2 separate regions of the Zea mays genome follow, and region 1 is linked to region 2. Evidence: chromatin contacts called from public Hi-C data. All regions are on one chromosome and are shown on one strand. The core of a region is the stretch at or near the end of the contact, and the rest is flanking DNA. Distances in the headings are between cores, read along the strand shown.

Region 1 (4,792 bases), core at 642-3,141, 980 kb before region 2:
ATCGAAAACAAGTATTCAACACTATCTCTGAAAAATATATGGGTAAAGAAGCATCAAACTAAGAAATGCCTGTAATTCCATTCTGATCAATGAAAATACTCCCTCCATCACAAAATATTAGCTGTTTTAGCATTTTAATAGATTCATACAATACTTAATGTATGTGTCTTATATATATGTCTAGATTCATTGACATCCATTTGAATATAGACATAAAATTCAAGGTCTACAACGATTAATATTTTGGGACGGAGGGAGTATGACGTTTATCCTCAACCACTTTCGAAGTACAAAAACTGAGTTGATTCAATGGAAAAGAGTACACACTGCAGATTTAAACTACACCTACTCATATACTTACTAGGGAGCTAATTCTAACAATTTTGGGTTCATTCCAACAATTTAAACATATCCACAAGCCCCGCAACATTGTTATAAGCATGAGGATTCAGTTAGTGATTTCACATTTTGTTCGGGGACTACTCCTCCGAAGGTCCTCAAAACACTTACCCAGTAACAGTTTTTTATTTTGTTTCAAAAGCAGAACTAATGCCGAAGGTGGCCTTCAATCGGAGTTATCAATATACACATTCCAGAAAGAGGAAGCTTCGAACAAATAACCTTGTGCTCATGAACGACGAAGCAAGAAAGTACCATAGGGCACCTTCGGAGTTTAGTCTACAAGTCGAAAGAGGGAAAGGACAGCTTCGCCCTTGGCATGTAAAATAGGCTAAATGTATAGGCCTAAGGTCACAATTGTAATTTCACCAAAGTTGTACCCCACGACTATAAAATATAAATAGAGGAACAATGCTATGTATAAGGGACCTTTTTCGAGCCTTGAGCACTAGATCGCTCAACCTTCGAAGATACCTTCAGGCTCTAGCTTGTGTAAAGCCGAGGAACACTTGTAATCGGAATGAAATAAATGCAAATGTATACATCTAGATGAGTGATATATTTTGCTCTTCATGATTTACACAATGTTTTCATTACCTATATTGCAATATCTTATTACCTTCTCCCTTTAATAGTCGTAGAAGAGTTAGTTAAAAGGAGATGCTTCTAATTTAATAACTTGTGTTGTCTTATTTTTTATATCTTTTAGAGATCAAAAACGAGTAACCAACACAGTTGATGGCTTCCAACACCAAACAAGCCCATAAAAACAATTCAGGGCAAACCCTGGATGACATAATCTGATATTCAAAATTGACACTCTTATATTACAACAACATTATCATATACTATAACAGAAAAACTGTTCACTGCTCCCAAGTGAGAAATTCAATCGTGACCAAGTGTATAAATTAGCATGAAAGCTCAATTTCAGTCACTTCAAAATCATTATAGAGGCTCAAAGCATTAGCAACCACTAATCAGAAAGGACATTACCCGGGACTTGTTGGGCGAGCTGCACAAGCACGTCGTCCGCGGCACTGGTGGGCCGGCGTAGTCGTAATGGAAGCTGGCTCGGGAGCGCGATGAGGACGTCCCCAATTGGGATGTCGCCGTAGGCCGCGGCGGAAGAGGCTGAGATCCCGAGCCCGTGTTCCGGATGATTCGCTACGCGGAGGGCACGGTGGACGAATCCGCCCTCGCGCTGCACCCACCGGACCAGGTCCGGCGGCTGCGGCGCGAGGCGCGTGGCGGCGGTGAACGCGGCAGAGCAGGAGAGGTTGCGGCTGCGGATGCTGCTGGCCCTACGTGAGAGTGACGATGAGAGGAGAGTGACTGTAGTAGTGAAGAGGGCCTTCCTTGCAGTCGCCGGCGTAAACCCCGCGGCGGCGGCCGCCATGGGGACGGACGCGCTAGCTGGTTGGATGCGGAGAGGGCAACTAGGTCCGCACCAGTATACGATAAGACCAGATGGGACCGAAACTAACCGCGTAGGAGTTTCATCTATCTGGCGGGTCCTACTCCTATATAAAAACAGGGTCAAAACCCTGTCAAGGCCGTCAATCAAATTCAAAGCTGTCGCACCCGGCCGGCAATGGGTCTCGTCGTCTCCGCCACCGCGTCCTGCAGCGATATCTTCTTCAGCCGACGCCGCTCCTCAAGTCCGCCTCCCCCAGCCGCGGCTAGCACTCCCCCGCCCACGTACACAATACCGGAGCCGGCCCTCGTCCGCGTGTTCCGCCACTTCGACGCGGACGGCGACGGCCGCATCTCGGCGGACGAGATGCGCGAGTTGTGCGGGTGCACAGCCGTGGAGGCAGACGAGATGGTAGCTGTCGCGGACCGCGATGGAGATGGGTTCATCAGCCTCGAGGAGCTCGAGGCGCTGTTTGAGGACGGCGACCGGTCAGACACGTTGCGCGCTGCGTTCGCCGAGTACGACGAGAACGGCGACGGCGTGATCACCGCGGAGGAGCTGCGCCGCGCTCTGTGGAGGCTGGGGATCGTCGGGGAGGAGATGACGGCCGAGCGGTGCGCAGAGATGATCGCGGTGGTGGACATAGACGGCGACGGGGTGGTCTGCTTCGACGAGTTCAAGGCCATGATGGACACGGCGGCGGCGTCATGAACCATACGCGCCCGGCGCTCTGCACCACACGTGTACGTGTACGTCTGATATTGTTCGTCGACATGATAACACCCTAATTAGCAGTAAACCCATTAGTTTTAGGGTTTCACGTTCTAGTCTAGTTCGAGATTGGTTTGTGATCGGATTAAAGTTTTGCGTTGTGGCGCCGTGTGCAATTGATTTCGATCATTTCCTTTAATTTCGCACATGTTGGGACGTTAGAAAGTTGAAATGAATGACGTATAGAATTTCAATTTGATTCCGCCGCCGGCGGAAGCTGCTCGCTATCTGGTGGAATCTGCTCGTACGTGTATGCTCGTTGGCTCGTTGCTCGCAGTCTCGCCTCAATTATTAATTTATTATCATTTGTTTCTCGTTCCCAAACACGTCGCCTCAAGCCCTCAACATTACTTTATCCAAACGTTGTCCTCGCACCGAGGCCTCCTATCATGGACGACAACGAAACAATGGATACTATTTTGAAACTCTGACTTGCAATTAAAAGGCAAATATAGGAGAGGCTTAAAACGTCTCCTACCATTTTGAAGTTTTGTACTGGAGACTTAGAGCATGTTTGATTTTAGTTACTAATTTTTAGTTTTTTCTATTTTAGTTATTTTTAGTCTCTAAATTGCTAAACACATGGACATGGTTATAATTCATGTGTTTAGCATTTAAATACTAACTAGCCAATCACCCGTGCTTTGCTACGGTATTTTTTATAAACTGGCTGGAGTAAATTTATTTGGTCTATGTTGTAACTTAGCAACATATATAGCACATGGTCATTTGTCGCCAGGCATATGGCTTAGACTTGCACGACGACCTGGGCCTTCGCTACCGGTACCGTCATAGCCTTGCTCCCTTTTGCAGTTGTTTTGCCTCCCGATGCCATTTTTTGAGTTGAAATAGACTTGGTAAACCACAATGGTTCACTCACAAAGCCACCATACATTTCATCTCACTCGCAAAGCCACCATACAATTTCATCTCATTATAAAGAACAAGAGCGAGGCAGCGTGGGTAGACTTCACAAGCAAAAAATCTAGAAACCTACACTCTGTGACTATGGAAAGGAACAACTGTACACATGAATAACAGTGAAGAATAGCACATGACTAAAGGAAGTGGTTTATATCACGGATGACACCAAGGACATATCATCGGATCCCTGCCTTGCTAATGGTGTCGTTGGTGTCAGAAGTCTGTGCTTCGCAAGTGCATCTCTGAACTGCTCATTCTGCATACAACAGTCACCAATTGTATAAGTTAAATCAACTGGTAGCCATTAACAATAAATATTGGACCTTATCTATGCTGAAGCACTAAGGAACTGTTATTGCAATGGAAGTCAGATGGCACATCAAAGACAAGTACCAGACCAAGGAACTGTTATTGCATTCAGCCGCAAGGGCCTCCTTGATTTCTTTGCCTAGTAGATCTGAAGGCGTTGCAAAAGGCACGTACTTGGGACCACCTACTAATGCCATTTTTTCATTTGCAAATAATAACAAGACCCTCAAAACTTTTCATTTCACTGAATTAGTTAATATAATTGCTCATTGGCCACAGAAACATCTTCCAAAATAATTGTACTCAACCTTACTTAAACAACAATTAGAATAGGGACACAGAACTATTGACAGTAGAACATAGGATCTCACAGTTGCCTTGATACAACTGAAGTTGCAGAGTCGACCCTAAGCTCCCCTGTAGAACGTGAAGAAAGGGATGACATGGACATTAAGGTTGTAGCGCATAGACTTGTGCTCCTCATAGTTCACCTGCATGCAGGAACCTCACATCCGGGTTCCTCTCCATGAACTGGCAAATCTGCGCTATTTGGGTCATCGTTGGTGTTGGTCAATAAATCAGCGATGATGTCTTGGGCGGTCTAATCTTACTTTTGAACTACCTGACTCTAATCTCATCTAATCCTGGATATTGTGGTCACCATGTTTTGGTTGTGAGGTTGCTAGTACCTAGTAAATCCAAGACCCATTACTTGCAGACCTAAAATCCCATTGATTGCTTCAAATGGTGCGATTCTTCAAATCACATGCTCATGTGCAGGATGCAGCAGACAAGTCATAGTTTCTACCAGTGTGGCAAATCATATTGGTATGCTCTTAGACTGCATCATTTATCAATAGTTATAGCTGATAGTACTACTATTTCATTCTATATATATGCCATCAAATTAAATTGTGCTACTCCTTTCTCTACCACCTATGTACGTATCATTAGAAATACATCTAATGATAT
Region 2 (4,607 bases), core at 880-3,379:
AGTCATGATCCTAAACAAGTCAACAATATATATGTATATATCAAGATACAAGATAGAAATTAGGCTAGACAATAAGAAAATATCAGTTAACAAATTTCCTATGTGATTTAAGAACGTAATCTTCCACGAATAGCTAAGTTTGAATTCAAAAATGCAAATTTGTTATTTACTGATGCCTTTTTGAACGCCAAAGCGGTTTTGTTCTGAAAAAAAAATCAGCAAATCGTTTTTGTCTCTTCCATCCTGTAAAGTAGAATGGTAGGTTTTAAAAATATATATATATATTGGGAAAAGGAAACAGAGCTTTCGACAATTAGCACTCCAATAAATATTTCATCTGGACATCACTATGCAGTTCAGAGACTACTCTTAGCAAGCTGACCACAAAATGTTCATTGCCTAACAGGGCGTCTTCTTTCTAAATGCAGTTTTGGATCCAGGTGCTGAAGACACGCCGGACAAGACCAGCAAACACCAAAAGGCAAACATAGGATACTCAAGGAACAGACAGAACCATGTGCATCTTACCCTGCCCCCAGGACATCTTAGCTTACCTGTATCACTGATCTTTCTAATAGCCATGTTCATGGCATCAGCCACATAGATGTTACCCTTGTCATCCACTGTAAATCCCTTCGGATGGTTCATCCTCGCCTCTCGCAGCTTCCCATCAACATGACCAGGAAATCCTTCGGGAGAACCGGCAACAAGCTTTGGCCTGCTATCTGCATTGTTCAGCCCAGTTTCAAGGAATGAGATAAATCTTATGTGGCTCAAAATTATCTGCTGGAAAGAGAGAGAGAACATGATAGAAAAGATGTAGAATATCAGAATTCAATATAACTGTTTGGGTCAAATGTTTATATCACAGAGAGGGGATCAGCATGTGATGGTAGCAACACCTTGACGAAATTTGATTTGATACCATTGCATACATATAAGCATAAAAGTAGCATACATTGGATTGACACCTTTTCTCCAGAACACATTTCTACAAGTGAACACACCGCATAAAAATGGAAGTAGACCAAGTTGCATAAATCAGCTGAAAGCAACTGAAAAGCATCACGTAGCCTGTGCAGGCTGCAAGCTAACAAAGACATCGCCATCAAAAGAATAGTCATGCCGGAATTGATGACACCAACCAATCCACAGCTTCGGCAGCACCAACTCCACCAAACACCATAGCAGCATATAATTAGCGGAGCCCCACTGGGGAGTAACACCAAAACCTGCCGCATTCAGAGGGGGGGGGGGGGGGGGGGGGGGGGGGGGGGGGGCGGGGGGCTAGAAGGAGATCAGCCAGGGCGCACTCACATCGGGACAGCGGCAGCGCCATCCTGTAGATGTTGCTGTTCATGGAGTCCATGACGAGTAGTTCGCCGCTCTGGGTGACCTCCACGGAGTAGGGCTCGATCCCCAGCTTGCTGCCGTCGAAGACCGTCTCCACAGTGTACCCGCCCTCGTACTTCACCATAGACTTTCCCCCGCTCGCTGCTGCAACACCAGGAGGAAACACATCTCAGGAAAACACAAATCGGAACCGGAGGTGGAACAAAACGGCAGAGAGGTTTCAGTAGTCAGACCTGTCTTGGTGGTGGATTTGAGCGACCACAGCCGCTTCACCACCGCCGACGCCGCATTGGAGAGGAACCCGCTCACGACCCCTGCGATGGCAACGAAACACCCGTCAAATCCAACGCATGAAACCACCCCCGGCCGAGAGACTCGAGACTCGAAAGGCGAGCAAAACCAGGAGAGCCCGAGCCTCGGCTGCTCACTTGCGGGGTACGAGGACGCGGAGGTGGGAACCAAGGAGCTAAGGAGGAGCGCGGCCACCAGCAGCGCCCCCACCGGAACGCCCCTTGCGTTCCCTCCCTTGGTCGCCATTGGCAGCAGCAGCAGCAGGACAGCCGACAAGTGGGGGGAGATTGCTGCGCGGCGAAAGATTTTACAGGACACGGAAGGCGGACATCTGAGCGGGGGGGCAGGGAAGCAGGCAACGCTCAGATCGAGGACGGAGGATGGTAGAAACCACCAGGAATCCGAGCTTTTCTTGCGCTCCGGGAGGCGAGACGGGAGAGGAGAGAGATTGAACAAGTGGTGGTGGGGGCTGCGTCCGCTACTCCTTTCGGCGATTTCGTGGGGTTTTAGAGGGGAAGAGGAGAGTAGGAGAGAGCTCCGCGTGACGGTGGTCCGGTGGCGATGACTGATCAGAGAGAGAGTGTGTGTGTGCCGTGCAGTGCAGGGGAGTGGAGCGGGTCACGTGCAGAGGGTGATGCAGCGGATGTTCACTCATCATCGCGGTTTCGAGTGGCACGGCCCTTGTCAAGCTGCCATCACTCAGCAGGAGTGTAGTGGATGGCTAAAAAAGATTTTCTTTTTCAATTTAAGGTGCTTGCTATAAATTAATGTAAAAAAGTTTCCTTAAAAAAATCAGAAAGTGGCTTAAGATTTAAGCGGTTCTGTGAGGGCATCTTGAATCTCTCTAAATTATCATTTAAAAAATTCCGTGCGTACGATTGGAATACGACCAACCTTAATTTACAGTTGTGTTGCCTGTTAGTCTCTAATTGAGATTGAAAGAATTTCATGTGTGACCAATCCTCCTAAAGGTTACTTTGCTCCCATTTTATAGATCAAGAAAAAAAAGAGAGTTTACATCAGTTGGAGTCATAGGTCTAGTCGGCTAAGACCCAACAAACAAATTATTGTTTGTGAAGTCGTATAAGGTGCCATGACTTGGGTCGTGGTAACGTGTCAGAAATATCTTTCTTTGGCGATTGTCATACATACTGTAGGGACAAATCTATTATATCGCTTTTCTACGGACAGCGAGGGCCGTGACATTTGGTATGGTGTAGCTGTAACATCACACATTATATATTCAATGTGTTATATAAGAGACGTATTTGAAATCACCGCATTATGTGTCTCTATTTCGGGCCCCAATGTCCCTGACTAGACTAGGCACAAACTTTTGTCGTTCGAGTGGTTTTATATTTAATTTCCTTGTGTAGTATAGAATGACCCCCCACAGTTACTTTGGGTCAGTTTTGTTGGAAGCCAATATTGGGCACTGTTGACAAATTTTGATAATGTCCATCCACCATCCACTGAAAAGGATTGGTGAAATCTGGGGGTCGCCACCTCACCTGCTTGGATGGCCGAGTCTTGTTCGCGCTTCACGGGCAACAATTTAAACCTACCACGTAGCTCTGCCGGCAAGTAGCGCGGAGGAGATCTTGGACCTTTCGTGCGTGTGCTCGCTGCCCGTGTTTTGCTTGCCCGCCGCCGCCGTGCACGCCGGCCATGCATGGCCCAACGTTCCATGTGTGCCGCCGGGCGCCGGCCATGCATGCATGTCCCTTCCCCGAGTCCGATCGATCGAGTCGAGAGCGCGCGAGAGACTCGCAGCGAGGTACCTCGCCGAACGTTTCCACCACGTGCCGCGGGAGCTGCGGCCTAGCATTGGAAACGAAACTTCCAAGGGCGGGCGCGTCCGTCAGGCGTCAGCTCACATGCACGAGGGCCCCTACAGCCTGACGAGAGGTTCAGACGTTCAGCAGTAGTAGTAGTACTACTACTACCTCGCTGTTTGCTGTCCCATGCTTAGAGATGGCAATGGGTAAAAACCCGCTGGGTATTACTTGCCCAAACACGTACCCGCGAAGAAAAAATACACCCGCTAAAAAATCCATACCCATGACGGGTATAAAATTTTGCCCAAACCCATACCCATGCGGGTTTCGGGTACCCAACGGGTTTCCCATACCCACTAACATCAACATAAAAAATAATTCATCATGTAAATGACAATCAATACATTAATAAGGTAGCATAAAAGGAACAAGTGATAACTAATTTTAACCTAAAATTTGTTACATGAAGTTTATTTCAATTAGAACATATTCAATTAATAATATTATGAGACATATTTATAAGGAATGTTGATTTTAAGGCGGGTTTTAAAAACCCATGGGTTTGCGGGTATGGGTAGTGGAAGAACAAACCCATGCCCACGTACCCGTTGGGTTTCGAATTGAACCCATTAACAAACCCATGGGTAGAGAAATTGACCCAAACCCATACCCTAATAGAGCAAAAACCCACCGGGTTTCGGGTAGCGGGTACCCATTGCCATCTCTACCCATGCTGCCATGCCATCCTTGGCGTGCCGAGAGGACCTCAGCTTTACGTGACACTCGAGCGTCCTTCCAGGCTTTCTTCCTGCTCCTGCCCTGCCTGGGAGTGGGGGGACGCAACGCCAAGGCCAACGGCCCAACGCCAACGCCAACGCAGCGCACGCACAGGGCCAATCCCGGCCGGCCTCCGCGCTCTCCTTCCTCCCAATTAAACCCACGGGTGCGAGTGCTAGCCATGTGACGGCCGGGGCTCGTGCTTGGCGCGGCGTGGCCCGAGGACGAGAGACGCAAGAGGTGAGTGTCCTGTGTCCCCCGCCTGTCCGCTGTGGTGGCGCTGTCGTCGCCGCCATCGCGGACGCCATGCAAAGGATTCCAAAGTGCTCTCGCAATAGGAGTATAATATAAGCTGGCAAAGAAAATAGAAACCGCGGAAGGAGGCAAGAAACTTTGCCGTGTGGCCAG

The links. Hi-C and Micro-C count contacts between places; a contact is called where the count stands out from the background.
Region 1: a contact with region 2 is called in a Hi-C map of ear, with 1.6 times the contacts expected there. The contact joins the promoter of LOC100285063 here to the promoter of LOC100276420 in region 2. A contact is called at or near these places in 3 of 25 Hi-C or Micro-C datasets (ear, leaf and tassel).

What each region holds. Positions count from the first base shown.
Region 1 is chr4:172,059,260-172,064,051 of Zm-B73-REFERENCE-NAM-5.0, reverse strand. LOC100285063 reads right to left here and starts at 1,891. Exons shown (of 5, transcript NM_001157958.2): 1 at 1,396-1,891. The coding sequence starts at 1,798. It overlaps LOC100285370 (polcalcin Jun o 2), which reads left to right and starts at 1,971. Exons shown (of 1, transcript NM_001158263.2): 1 at 1,971-2,703. The coding sequence starts at 1,994. The coding sequence ends at 2,527. LOC100382285 reads right to left here. Exons shown (of 3, transcript NM_001175035.1): 3 at 3,462-3,767. The coding sequence ends at 3,660.
Region 2 is chr4:171,084,092-171,088,698 of Zm-B73-REFERENCE-NAM-5.0, reverse strand. LOC100276420 reads right to left here and starts at 2,129. Exons shown (of 7, transcript NM_001374057.1): 1 at 1,782-2,129; 2 at 1,587-1,667; 3 at 1,318-1,494; 4 at 555-725. The coding sequence starts at 1,890.